Regions from separate parts of the Ovis aries genome. Here region 1 is linked to region 2. A link is a contact called in public Hi-C data. All regions are on one chromosome and are shown on one strand. The core of a region is the stretch at or near the end of the contact, and the rest is flanking DNA. Distances in the headings are between cores, read along the strand shown. Region 1 overlaps ABCA1 (ATP binding cassette subfamily A member 1). Region 2 holds the start of ABCA1 (ATP binding cassette subfamily A member 1).

Region 1 (7,489 bases), core at 942-3,441, 51 kb before region 2:
CAGGCTTCCCTGTCCTTCACTATCTACTGGAATTTGCCCAAACAGAAAATACAAGTGGAGAAATTAAACAAGTTCAAAACAAAACAAATGTTGATAAGGTCTTAGCTGACACAAGTGAAGAGTTCCTTAGAGAAACTACAATATTTAGGGTTGTGCTTCCTGATCTTTTATGGCAAGTCCTGGGGAAGCCAGAGTCTTCTGAGACCCACGGGACCATCACAGCTCCAGGAACTACATAGTCCTTATTCTACATAGAACGGAATTTGATTAATTTGATTAATTAATTAATCAACAAATTTCTAAACAGCTACTGAAGTCAAAACACTAGAGCTGTAGTTCCAAGTAGTAATATTTCTCAGGGCTCCTTGAAGGCAGGAATCTGTAATAAAAAGAGATGCTGTACAAAGACAGGATCCTTGCCCTTGCCTTCTGAGAGGACAGGGACAGAAGGTCAGGGGAACAGAGCTGTGAACTTCCCAGCCCACTCTGCCACTCCGGAATCGGTCAACACTGAAATCAGGGGGTGGGAAGAGACCTGACACATCTCTCCTGGACCCGTCTGCTAAGGCAACGGCATACCTGTCTCACTGAGAAGTGGACACGGTGGAAGATGTGTTCCAGGAGCCCCTGGAACAAGGATTCATGACAGCTGATAAGAAGCTGAACGGTAAGCAGGCCCCCAAACAGCCAGTGGAGACTGTGGCCCCAGAGGGACAGAGTGGGTGAGCCGGTCACACTGGTCAGGAGCACTGTAAACGCAGTGGGCATGGGAGGTACAGTCAGGCTGTCTTGGGAGGCCCAGAAGGAAAAGAAAGATAACACTGGGGAGGTAGCATTAGCCCCAGGGAGTTCTGGACCTAAAGAGAAAGAGAAGAAGAGACAAGAAGCCATCATCAGACAAAGCAAAAAAAAAACAACAACAACAACTGTGTGGAGGCAGGCCCCTTTGAAGGCCAGGGAGGTAGAAAGGAGGCGGGGGGATGCCCGGAAAAGGCAAGGAACAGAGAGAAGGTGAGATCAAAATAGGAGGAAACAGAGACCAGAAACAGAAAGACCAAATCAAACAGAATGGGCCAACAGCAAATGATCTGGGAAGAAAGAGAAGAGTTGGAAGAATTCAGGTGTTCTGCCTAAAAATGTGGCCAGAGGCTCTTAGCACCATGAGTTAGGGATCAGAATCAGCCTGCAGGGCCCTGAGAAGCCAGGGAACAGGGGAAAGGAAGATAAGTTTATGAATTAGGGGCTGAGAATGGGTTCTTTCCAGGCCTGGATTAGGAAGAATTGTTCATATATAACGTATAAATTGCTTAAGTTTCTCCTATTTTTAAAATTAATAACACGTCTTAAGGGACATGGTAGTGCTTTGTTGGCAGAGGAAGGGGATCAACATGTGCCGAGCATCAGACACTTATATGTTTTATTTTCTACAATCCTTAAAACAAGCTTATGGGAAAAGTATTATTTTTTCCATTTTTCAAATAAGGAAACAGATCCAGAGATGTTAACATCCTGCTCAAGGCCACAGAGCAAGCAAGTGGTAAATTTGAACCCAATCAGCTCTGGCTTATAAACCCTTGCTCTCTCAACTATATAGGAACTAAGTAAATCATTTTATTCTTTTAAAATGCTTTATAATGATTTTGCCATCAAAAGCTGGCCATGCTACTCGTGGAATAAGGCAATGTGGCAACATGAGATAGTGCAAAGATGCTGAACCTGGAGATCAGACAGACACTGATTCAATTCACAGCTTTACTCAGTCACCTTGGGCAAAAGACATAACCTGTGAGTCTCAGTTTCCTCACCAATAAAATGGGGATAATAATACCAAGGCGTTGTACGACTTGAATGTAATAACATATTTAAATGTAAAGTGGCATCATTACCTGGTACAACTCAGTCTGTTGGGCAAAGTGTCACTCTAAGATCGCCCTTCTATATCTAAACGCAACAGTGATGAGACCGCCAGAAATGGAAAGATTTCAAGGAGAAACAAACTGGAGTTCCATATTGCTCTTTGCCACCCACAGGGTAAATAAATCTCATACTGGAAAAGCAAGAGACATGAAACACTATTCTTGAGGTTAACAATCCGAACTCTCTAAAGTAGTCTGATACCGTGTGGTACATGCCGTCCAGTAGTCAAGTACAATTGGGCTTTCTATTCTTGTCTGGGCAGAGCTGACCTTTGATTCAATTTAGTTTGAGCAATATTTCCATACAGCAGTACCGCGCTTCATTCCCCTAATGGCAGCCCGAGCTGGGGCCAGACCCTGCCTTGGATGGAAACCAACAGGCTGGGTTTTGAGACACTGCCTGGCTTTGACAGGTCTGGGGAACTTCCACACTGTGAAACTCTAAGGTCTCAAGTCAGAACTTCTGATAAGTGCATACGGACATGAACCGCAATCAGCCAAAAATTTCAAGGATTTCCAGTTTGATGATATAATGTTGACACACGGGTCATCTGATCTCCCAAGATGACCCATGAGGGGCCCCACAAAGACAGAAAACAAAGTTTGAGGCTGCAGCCTCAACTTCAGCAGCTGCTCATATGGAAGGAAAGGGGTCAGGCAGGGAAGGAGAAGTGGCTGTGAGTCACAGGATGTTCTTTCTACACGGGCCTTGGGGAACGTTCCACCCATGTCTATTACCATGAAGCCAGGAAGAGGAGGAAGTCTGGCATTTCTCTCGGAAGCCTTCTTGTCTCCGCTCTGATCCCAGTCCATCCATGCCCAGTATCCTGTGACCTGAGAAGTTTTTCTGGCTACCCTTGGCTGCTCTCTATAGACTGTAATAACGTACTAGCAGAGAGTCAAAGTCTGGAGTTCTAGTCCTCTTCCTGCCCTTTGCCAGCTGTGTTTCCTTAGGCAGATAACTTAGCCTCTCTGAACTTCAGCTCCATTGCGTACACAAAGAGGAACAAAATTCCCGATCTCACATGATGGTCATACAATGAACTGAAGTATAAATGAGGTGCTTATGATGTGCCAAATATTGTGCTAAATGCTTTATGCTTATTAATGCTCATGATTCCCCATGATAGACCTAAGAGAGGACTGTTAACTCCATTTGAGAAAACTGAGACACAAAGACACAGAATTATCCAAGGTCACACAGTCACTAAGCAGCAAGGCGGGATCTGGCCCAAGGCAGTCTGGCTGCCAAGTGGATGTTTACAAGATGATAATTTTACAACCTCCTTCCCTCAACTCCCTGCCACAGCCAGCTACCTTGCCATGTCACTAAAGCTTGTCCTGCCGTCAGGGGATCAGGTCTTTCTGACTTTCAAAGAGTAAAGTAGAATTAAAGGTCCATGCAGTGAGTTTTCAATATTACCTGTAAACCCAACAGCCAGAAAGTTATGATCCATTTCCCTAAGTAAACTCCAGCATAACCCTCAGGACTTATTTCACAAAACTCTTGGTCAGAGCCACATCAAAAAGGCCAAACAAGCCAGATTTGTAACATGAATACATAGCAAATAACAGCCAGACCACTGACACTCAAAAGTCTTGCTGAAGGGATGGACAAAAGCCAGGTCAGGATCAGTGCTGCCTCAGGCCTCGCCTTCAGTCCTTCCCTCTTCTGACCCTTGACCTCAACAATATGGGATGTCTTCCAAAGGGACATCTCCAGTGCAGCGACAAAGTGCCCAAAGTTCTTCCTTGCTCTTCTTTCCCGGCAAAGCTCTCATGAGCTTCAGAGGATGCTGCGTTCTCGAGAGAAGGCATTACAGAAGCCCTTGATTCAGGAGCTGTGGGAAGCCAGTTGTAAACCTAGTCCTCATCAGGGGAAGCTGAGTTAAGGCACCCAGCTTCATGGAGCACTGTTCTCACGGGAAGTGCCATTCACACAGACTGCGGTATACATGGCATCCTCGGAAATGTGTGACCAGGCAGCCTAAGTAAAGCCTGAAAGACCTCCCTCAACTGTCCCCACCTACCTCAGCGCCCAATTCAGCAGGTCCAGAAAAATGATCTTCTGAAGTCCCCCAAAGCACCTACTGAGTGAGTGACTGAAAGTGCTCAGTCGTGTCTGACTCTTTGCAATCCCATGGACTATACAGTCCATGGAATTCTCTAGGCCAGAACACTGGAGAGGGTAGCCTTTCCCTTCTCCAGGGGATCTTCCCAACCCAGGGATTGAACCCAGGTCTCCCACATTGCAGGTGGATTCTTCACCAGCTGAGCCACAAAGGAAGCCCTAGTACCTACTGGGCTTCTGTTAAAAGGACTGCTGTGGCTATAATGTGAGACAGGGCCAGACCCATAGAGACCTAAAATCTTGGCTGAGAATGAAAGCTGCTGAGTCCCATGCACAGAGGAGATTGGGGATCTAGCCCTCCAGCTTACAGGACAGAAGCCAGAGCCTTGTCCACTGTGCCAGGCCACAGCGGATAACGATAGAGAAACGACAGTGCCTCCTCAAGCCAAGAAGGAGAAGACTCTTGAGAGTTCCTTGGACTGCAAGGAGATCAAACCAGTCAATCCTAAAGGAAATCAACCCTGAATATTCATTGGAAGGACTGATGCTGAAGCTGAAGCTCCAATACTTTGGCCACCTGATGTAAAGAACTGACTCATTAGAAAAGACCCTGATGCTGGCAAAGATTATGGGCATGAGGAGAAAGGGTCGACAGAGAAGGAGATGGTTGGATGGCATCACCAACTCAATAGACATGAGTTACAGCAAACTCTGGAGGATAGTGAAGGATAGGGAAGCCTGGCATGCTGCAGTCCATGGGGTCACAAAGAGTTGGACACGACTGAGTGACTGCACAACAACTTCATGCCAAGGAATTGTCCCTGGACCAGCATAAGAAATGGGGAGGCTGAGGGAGCATCCAGAGTTAAGAGACAAGAGACAAGAGCCCAGCTACCTATGAAAATGAGAGACAGGGGAGCTGGGGAACTTCTTGCAGGAGATGTGAGGGTGGCCCACCCCAGGAGGTGCCCCTCCCAACTTCCAGCCAAGGAGGAAGCATTAACCACTACACATGGTATAAACTCGAGAGGGTCCAAGCCCATGTTGCCATAGAGATGAAGGAAAGCTGTAGTCCAGATGCCAGGATTCGAGAAAGGAGCAAGGCACTGGAGTCAAATCAATGTTTGAGCAGAAACATCCATCAGGAAGCAAGCTAATGAGCCCATTAGGTATCAGTGAGCAACTCATTTTAAATAATTCTAAAGGAAATAAGGACTTCCCTTGTGACTCAGATGGTAAAGAATCTGCCTACAATGCGGGAGACCTGGGTTTGATCCTGGGTTGGAAAGATCCCCTGGAGGAGGGCAACCCACTCCAGTATTCTTGCCTAGAGAATCCCCATGGACAGAGGAGCCTGACTGGCTACACTCCATAGGGTCACAAAGAGTTGCACACAACTGAGCAACTAAGCACAGCACAGCACAAAGGAAATAAACAGTAAAAGACAAAGAAGAAAGCAAAGGGACACCTCCTTCCCCAGCCCAGTCCTGATCTGAGCAGCTCTGGCCCCATCAAAAAGACTTTAGTTCTGGCCAGCCTGCTGGTCATTCCACTGGAAAATGCCAGATTCCCAAGAGGAGGCAGTGGACTGGAGTGGTGCATAAGTCTGGAGGGTGGTGTGGAGGAAGAGGCCAAGGAAGAAGACAGTCCTTCCCATCCCCCAAGGTCTCTGGAGGGGCAGATGTTGCTGTGTGAAGCCTAAGGCTGACACAGTTTAGAGGGCTCTCTTTAAGAAAAACAGTATTTTTTAAACATCCTACTTCGGCAAGTTTTGATTGCTGAGATCCCTACCAGGGCCTTGGAAAGAGGTTCTGAACGTGAAACTCCTTTAGTTTCTCAGTAAATCCACTTCAAGCCTCTGGACTCATAGCAGGCTTTCCAGGAAATGGCAACTCACTCCAGTATTCTTGCCTGGAAAATCCCATGGACAGAGGAGGAGTCCACGGGATCACAGCTGGACACAACTGAGGGACCTCACTTTTTCTGGAAAGTAAATCTTGTAGAAGAAAGCAAGCCAAGACTGTTCTTGAGACGTTTTTGTCATTATTATTCATTGAAACCCCTGGGGACCTGGGTTCACACAATGGATCAACTTGAAAATGACATGTGCTTGGATTTTATACTTTTCAAGATGCTTTCATTTGACCCTCAAAATACTCTGTGAAGGAGAAAGGACAGGTTTCATTCCGCAAAGATTCACTGCTGCTTGCCATGTGCCTGACTGTACTGTGTTATCTTGTTGATGCTTGGGACAGAGTTACAAACAAGGCCCAACCCTGCCCTCCAGGGTCCACAAGGAGGGGCCAGCCCACAGCACTAGTCAGTCCCAGGTGATCCACCACCCAGGTACCAAGTTTCCAAGAGGCAATATGTTCAGGTTATTTCACCGAAGTCCCAATTTCAAGGCGAGGAAAGCTGAGGCCTAGAGAAGATTAACAAACTGGCAAAGCCAAACAGGTAGCCAGAAACAGAAGGGGAGATGAAGTAACTCAGATTAATTCCATGTCAGCTGTGTGCTATGACCTCGCTATCAGTCATCCATCCACACAATGTCATCTGATGTAATGTTCAACAACCCACAGGGCTTCTCTGGTGGCTCAGATAGTAAAGAATCCTCCTGCAAGGCGGGAGACAGGCAATCCCTGGTTTAGGAGGATCCCCTGGAGGAGGGCATGGCAACCCACTCCAGTATTCTTGCCTGGAGAATTCCCACGGACAGAGGAGCCTGGCAGGCTACAGTCCAAAGAATCAGACACAACTGAGCAACTAAACACAACCCGCAGAATACCTGATCTCCATTTTTCAGGTAAACTAAGGGTCAGAAAAAATCAAAGCATGCCCAAGTTTCACACTTAATGAGGGACAGAGCCTGATTTTGTTCCCCAAAGGATTCTTTTTGTGGGGGGAGCAAAGTCAGCAAAGACCTATTTTTACCATCTTGGTGACATCACATCTCCCAAACAAATCTTAATACAAAACCCAAAATGCTTTCTCTTACAGCAGCAATTTCCAACCTCCCAACTCTACAAAACTATTCACACAAGTTTCACCACACCCACATAAAATGGTATTGTCTTTAAATTAACTTGAAGTAATTTTTCCCTATTCAACAGCCTCCTAAGCAATAATAGCGTGAAATTATTTTGAGGTGGGTTAAAATTAAAAGTTGTCATCTGTGTACTGCTCAAAACCATCTCAGATATGATACAAGATTCACTTAATGAAACGCTCTTTCTTGCCAGACTGCATCTCACAGAGACAGAATCTAGACCTGTCACTTTTTCTAGAGCTTTTGAGAATTTGTGCAACTTTTCCATTTCCACTGGGTTGGAGTCATGATGGGGTCTTAAGAAGAGTGCATGCTCGTCACCTAGACTCCCAAACATTAATTTAATCCCTGTCCAACCTGGACGGATATACATTTAGGAAGAAAATGAACTGTCCAAAAAGTAGCAGTGATGAGAAAACTGAGTGAGGCCCCTCTGTAAAGCTTCCTGCATGT
Region 2 (6,495 bases), core at 1,728-4,227:
TTTAGAGTATTTTAGAAATGCTAAAATGACATGTCTATCAGAATTTTCTAGACTGTCAGAAGTTCAGGAATTAAGGAAGGGGTTATTAAGGAATCTAAGGCAATGTCCATTTAATTTTTTAGGAGCTGAAAATAAAAATAGCAAAGGTATTAACAATTTACAATCATGCGGGATATAGCATAAGCAACTTAGCTTATGGGAAGGAAGATCCCCTAAAAAAAATTTAAACGAAAAATATTACAACTTCTCTGCATACAAGATAAATACTACAGAAGATAAAAAACTGTGTCAGTGAGTTTTATTTGGTTTCATTCATTTTTAATAATGTAATCATTAAGAGCAGAGGTTGGAAACAATCAAACCCTAATCACCCTTTTCCAATCTAAGCTAGTCTCACATGAACTGTAAATATGCCCTAAGTCAAGAGGTATCCAGGGTTCATTATAGGCCTCTATGTAGATGTAAATTGAGAGCTGAGATTTTAAACGCTCATCTGAAGGGGAGACACATATCACAAGCGTCCATTTCACAATCAGATACATCATTCTGGAACAACAGGCTGGTCCCTGCAAGGGGGCTCAAGAATCACTCTGACTGCAGTAGCAATTCTTACCCCTTGAACTGTGGTCATCCAAGGCTGTCACTCCAATTCTACCGCTTCTTGCTCTGTGTATCTAATGTTTTCCCAAAACTCTATCATGAATTAACTTAAAGCATAAAGCATTAAAGCTCCTATAAAAGGAGCATTTGGGAATGGATACATGTATGTGTGACTAAGTTCCTTTGTTGTCACCTGAAACTATCAAATATTGTTAATCAGTTATACTTTAATGTAAAATTAAAAGTTAAAAAAAAAAAACACACAAACAAGGAGTACTTGGGGAATAGGCTGACAAGGAAGACTTTGTACTTGAAAATTATTTACCATCAGAAGAGGTTCTACTCCAGAACCTTCTCCCTTTGCTCTCACACTTTCCTTGATTTAGGATAAGTGTCTCAAAGAGAATGACAAGAACAACAGAAAGCCTCCATTAATTTCGTAGTAAGTATGAGGAAAATGGGCTGAAATAAAAGGGGAGATAAAAAACTAAGTACTTCTTTAGGTGTGTTTTAAATTTTGTCTGAAAAGATCGAAACTTAGGTTTGGGTCCCACACTATTGTTTAAAGGGCCATTAAAACTCTGCTTTTGAACTTGCAAATTTTTATGAGGTGTTCTTTGATGGGAGGTGGGAATCGGTCCTTAGGAAGTGACTTGCTGATTTTTATCACCAAGGAATTTTTTAAATATCAAATTTATCGTCTATTATATGAATGTATATACCACGCACTCACTTCCTTGTTTCACTGAAAAGTTCTGGTTTTAAAAGCTGATGGTATCGCTTTTGCAAAAGACAAAGGCCAATTATTTCCAGGGCTACATTTCTTTCTCTCCCTTTTTCCTTCTCTCCCTGTTTTCTTTTATCTTGTTTATTCCCTTCTTTTCGATGAGTGCTGAAAAACAAGCACCTACACACAATACTGGCCCACGCACACCCCAAGAACCTTCCATTTAGCAACTCTCTGGGAGTTGGGAAGCAATCTAAAACACAAGCAGAAGCACTTTCGCCTGATCCCCAGGTTTCCTCCCAGTCTACAATCACCCGTCTTCCTTGGATCTCGGTCGGAACCATAGCAGGCGACAAAGCCTCTTGCAGCCTGGCCTCACTCGGGCCAAGGAGCCGATTCCCAGGCCACCCGGCCAGGAGGCGCTGTGGATCAGTTCCCCCCGTGGCCACCGGCAGCCGGCGCTCAGCCCTCCCTCCCCCCACCACGAAGCACAGCCCGCCCGCGGAGCTGCGAGCTCTGCACCGCCTGCCGGGGTTACTCTCGGTCATTCTGCTGCACCGTCTCGCCCTAGCTTCCCCATCCATGCCCTCCCTGAAGCTGCTCCAAGAGACACTCAGCAAAGGGCAGGAAGATGGGGGGAAGGGGGGGCAGGGGAATGGTCACCTCAGCTCCAGGTTTCCGCAGGGACCCTTCTAACGTTTGTTAAAGAAACAAAACTCTCGTCCCTCCGCCCCGCCCGTCTCCCCTACCCCCATCCCCAGCCTCCCACAGCGTCAGAGGCAGCACCTCCTGGAAGCGTATGGAGACTATGGAACAGGAACCCCCTGATCAAACAAAGCCCCCGAGGCCTCAAAAGAGCACTAGCGCTAAGGACTCTGTTTGGGACACCTCCCAGTCGCATTCTTGGTGAGCCAGAAAGCGCTGCTCCAGTCCAGGGGCGCGGGGGACCTATCCCCAGATCAGAGCCCAACCCGGACTAGCGCCTTACGAACAGAGGGGATTCTGACGGCTGGCATTTTTCCCGGTGGGCGCCGGCCGAGCCGCAGCCAGAGAGGGTTCCAACCGGCTCAGGCGCTTCCAAACAAAGGGAATAGCTCAGTGCCAGACCTCCCATTCTCCCTACTCCGGCAGCAGCGCCTCCAGCACCACCAGGAGCCCCCCGATTCCACTGCGCCCCAGCTACTGCGCTCGGGTCTCCGCGCGCCCAGAGATGCTCCCCGAGCTCCACCGCGGGCGAACCCTGAGCGCAGCGATGTCGCGTCTTTGGGTCGCCAGAGCTCCTCCTAGGACGTCCTCTCCACATTTACGAGCCCGTTTGTGCTGCAGGAGGTGGGGATGTGGGGGTTCGGACTAAAGTCCCCGACACCCAGAGCTTCCCAAAGTCCCCTCGGCCCGAAACGAAACAATAACGTCCAAGTCGCTGAAGAGACTCTTACCTGTTTTCCACTTTTGTGTTTGTGGTTCTTTCCCCAACCCCTTGAAAAACCCTTCGGAAAAGAAGGGGGGTAAAGGGAGCAAAGCGCCCCGAGAAATTGGCTGTGGCGGCGCTGGTTGCACGGCGCCCCCTGTTCTGCCCACCTGCGCCGGGGTAGAGAGGTGTCGGCGCGTCCCTGCCGGCCCCGGCAGCACTCACTCTGCCTCGGAATTACCGGGGTTTTGCCGCGACTAGTTCCTTTTATAGATTCGGCGGCGCTGAGCGCTGGGGTTACTATCGGTCAAAGCCTGTTCTCTCCCTCCTTCCCCGCCCCCTTCCCGGCCTCTGTTTATGTAGTTCAGTCACTCAGCAGAAAGCACGTGGAGCCGCGTCCCGCCCCTTAAACGGGCGACGTCCGGCGGCGCGCGGGGCTGGGGGCGGAGTGCAGCCGGCCTACCCCCGCCGTAGGTCCGCGCCGCTCGGCCCAGCCCGGCCCGCCAGCGCAGGAACAGGGGCAAACGGCGGTCTTGGGACTGTGCCCTCCAGAGACTCTAGTCCAGGTTCAGGGCAGCCAACAGCACGAGTGAAAATCGCTTTCTCTAAACTAGTTCTTTCAGCAACTTTTGTTTCCTTTGTTAATTTACTCAGCTGGAGGGACTTGGGGGCGGAGAGAGGAGAGGAAAGGGGAAGAGAAAGCTAGGCTAAAACCCCTAAGGATGCCAACCCTTTAGTCTTTTTTTTCCTTTAAATGCCCAGAGTGGGGAGAAGATGGACAGTCCTCTGTTCAACTGGCTGGTTTTGTTTTCCACCGCAAACCCTGACTTTGGAATTCAAGAGCCTTTGGGGTTCCCAATTTGGGGCCTCCCAAGTCCCAGGAGGACCCCTGAAAACTGTCTTGCTCCTTCCCTTAGCAAACTGGGAGAAGGAGGCCACAGAAAACCCAGCATTGTGGACTAATTTCCTTTTTATTTTCACCATGTCAGTCAGCAGTAATAGATAAATACACGTGGGCTTGTATTTTGGTTTCTACAGATTTGCAAAGTACCACTAGAGAATCGCAGTCTTGGAAAATCACATAACCATCCAATTCTCCAGCTTCTTCCTCTGGCTTTGGCCTTGACAGTCAAGAGCAAGAGGGCCCGAAACATCTGAGGAACAGAAGCAAGTGTACAAAGGGAGCCCACATACTTTAACTCTCAATATTTAACTCATAAATAAAGCTAACAAACTGTAAAATAAGTTCCTCCTACTTGACAGAGATACCTTTGGAGCAACTGGGAAGGGTGGATTCACGACCAGACTTGCTTTGACTTGAGTTTTGACAAGAAAGTGGTAGAGCAGGAGAGCAGGCTCCTGGACAACTTTGCTTCCCATCCTCAGCTCTGTCATATTCCAGAAGAACCTGCAGGTGTGTGTCTGGAGCCCCAGCTGCACAAGCCCCTCCAGACCATGATTTGAATACAGGCCCACATGTCAGTGGTTCTGTCAACACTAAGGATGGATCCAGTTAGGAGGCCCATGCAGGCCCTGGAAGAGCACTTAAGGGCCTTAGGACAATTCTGGGGTCTCAGCTACTCATAACTTGGTGACTTGGCCCCTGGGTCCTGTGGACCATTCATCCTTAGGGAGGGATGAAGTTTGAGGTGGGCCAGAGTCAAACTTCTGAAGCCCAGGGCCCACAAAAGGAGACCCTGGTCCCTAGGTTCCAGGGTCAAATCTGACAACCACATAATCCACTAACTTTCTGCCTCCGTTTCTTTATCCACAAAAGAGACTATATATATGCTCTCCCTGACTCACTGAGGTTTTCTGAAAGTAAATTTTGTTCATTTGAGCTCCTGGGAAGAATGGCTCTGTAAAATTAAGAGCCTGTTGATAGCCACCTATTAATGTCATTTTCTGGTACCAACCATGGCCTATAAAGAATTTTCCATGCCAAAATTTTAAAATTCCAAGTCTAGCAGAGTTCAAAGTAATCTCTCTGACCTGTAGATATAAAGGAAAGTTCCTGGAGGAGGTGTTATGACTCCAAGTGTGATTTGTGGAAGTGATTATGACTCTGACTCTCCATCCCCTGCCCCACCCCACCCCACCATCCACCTATAAAACAGTGCTTAAAATCCCACCACCAAAATCATTCTTTCTGAAACTGAAGGCTACAGTTTCCAAGAGCACCATACTTAAGTAACCCCTCAGATTGTTCTCCTGGGGAATGAGTGACAGTAAGTCCTGTACACATGAGACAAGGATAGTCTGTTGGAGAAAGGAGATGAGGCCAAGAAGGAGATGAAAGCACCAGAGAAGACAGCCATTGATTCTAAATACAAAGGTCTGTGGCCCCAAAGTCAAATGTAATCATTTCTAACTGAGAATAACCTATGGTATCAAGAATCTGCTCTTCTCAGCACACACTGTAATGTCTGAAATAAGCTTATCAGTTGTGTTCATTTCTACCAGTAAAAGAGCCTAAATCCCCAAAGAGACTAAATGATTTGACCAAGGGACACAAGCACCTAATTCTGCCTTCATCAAGCCCACACTTTGTGAGTATGACAGGTTCATATGAAAAAAAAAAAAAATACTGAATTTCAAAAGTTAGAGGTTAAAAGAATGTGTCCCTTGAGAGAGTATAAAAGTGTGAATTTCTCTCCCTCAAATGTCACAGGTTGATTTGTTCCTGAGTATGCTTCAGTAAGCTTCCCCCCAAGTCCTTCTGTTCCTGCTAACACTGACACCAACACTCCAGGTCTCCACCCTAGGTGACTCTTTCCAAACAAGCAGAATGGCCCTTCTTTGTTGCTGTCTCCGGAGAAGCTGATTCTGTCAGTGCAGCCTGAGTGTCTTGAAGTTCTACTCTGAGATGACCCTGGCATCTTCTAATTACAAAATTCAGGTAGCTGTGGCCTTAGAGACCCTGGTAGAGGCCATGGCTCTACTGATTATCATTATATTGAGACCTTTTAAATTAGGAATTACCCAAAAGGCTTTGCTTGGAAATTGCTTTGATATATAACACTCTATAGCTGGTTCACATAAATGTGCTTAGTCACTCAGTCATGTCCAACTCTTCGCAAACCCCATGGCCTGTAACCTGCCGGGCTCCTCTGTCCATTGGGATTCTCGAGGAAGGACTACTGGAGTGGGTTGCTATGCCCTTCTCCAGGGGATCTTCCCAACCCAGGGATCGAACCCAGGTCTCCCACATTGCAGGAGGATTCTTTACCAGCTGAGCTACTAGGGAAGCCCCCACATAAATGTACACGTACAAATTATTTAAAATATAAATTATTTTCACCACACATGTATTTTTGGTATGCATACCATGCTTTTTGATTCCTGGAAACTCTGGGAGAAAAAAAGAGTATTATAGGAAGTCAATGAAGAATAAAACAGAAAGTATTCTAAAAATAATTTCCTTAGCAGAACTTGTTACAATTAAGAAGACCTGATAGCTGGGCTTTTTGAGAATTCCTGAAGAACGACAGGTGTCTCAAAATTAACGAAGAAAAAAAGACAATTCTTCTTTTATGTAAAGTGGAATTAAAGGACCTACAGTTCATATTTGAGTCAGTTTAATTCCAATACATGGTTAGAAACAAATTTTCAAGCTAAAGATAGTTTAAAAAAAAAGAAAAAGGGAATCACCATTATTTGTGAAGTAAACCAGGTATTGCATAAGCTTTCAATATTACAAGTGCAATATAATCAGACCAGTGCAATCCCCTTCTTTATTAATGTGACTCTTATTGACACA

Evidence for each region. A called contact is a pair of places that touch in the nucleus more often than the background predicts.
Region 1: a contact with region 2 is called in a Hi-C map of muscle, with 2.3 times the contacts expected there. The contact joins the enhancer-like site here to the promoter of ABCA1 in region 2. A contact is called at or near these places in 5 of 16 Hi-C or Micro-C datasets (hypothalamus, mesenteric adipose tissue, muscle and 2 more).

What each region holds. Positions count from the first base shown.
Region 1 is chr2:18,147,868-18,155,356 of ARS-UI_Ramb_v3.0, reverse strand. All of the region lies in intron 7 of ABCA1 (ATP binding cassette subfamily A member 1), which reads right to left. Among named protein-coding and RNA genes, the nearest start is that of ABCA1, 49 kb to the right of the region's middle. Within about 2 kb of position 2,191, at least 10 of the 54 cell types and tissues checked have an H3K27ac peak or open chromatin away from gene starts, as enhancers often do. A contact at or near this core is called in muscle and tail adipose tissue, where this site is marked.
Region 2 is chr2:18,098,797-18,105,291 of ARS-UI_Ramb_v3.0, reverse strand. ABCA1 (ATP binding cassette subfamily A member 1) reads right to left here and starts at 2,977. Exons shown (of 52, transcript XM_060409002.1): 1 at 2,906-2,977.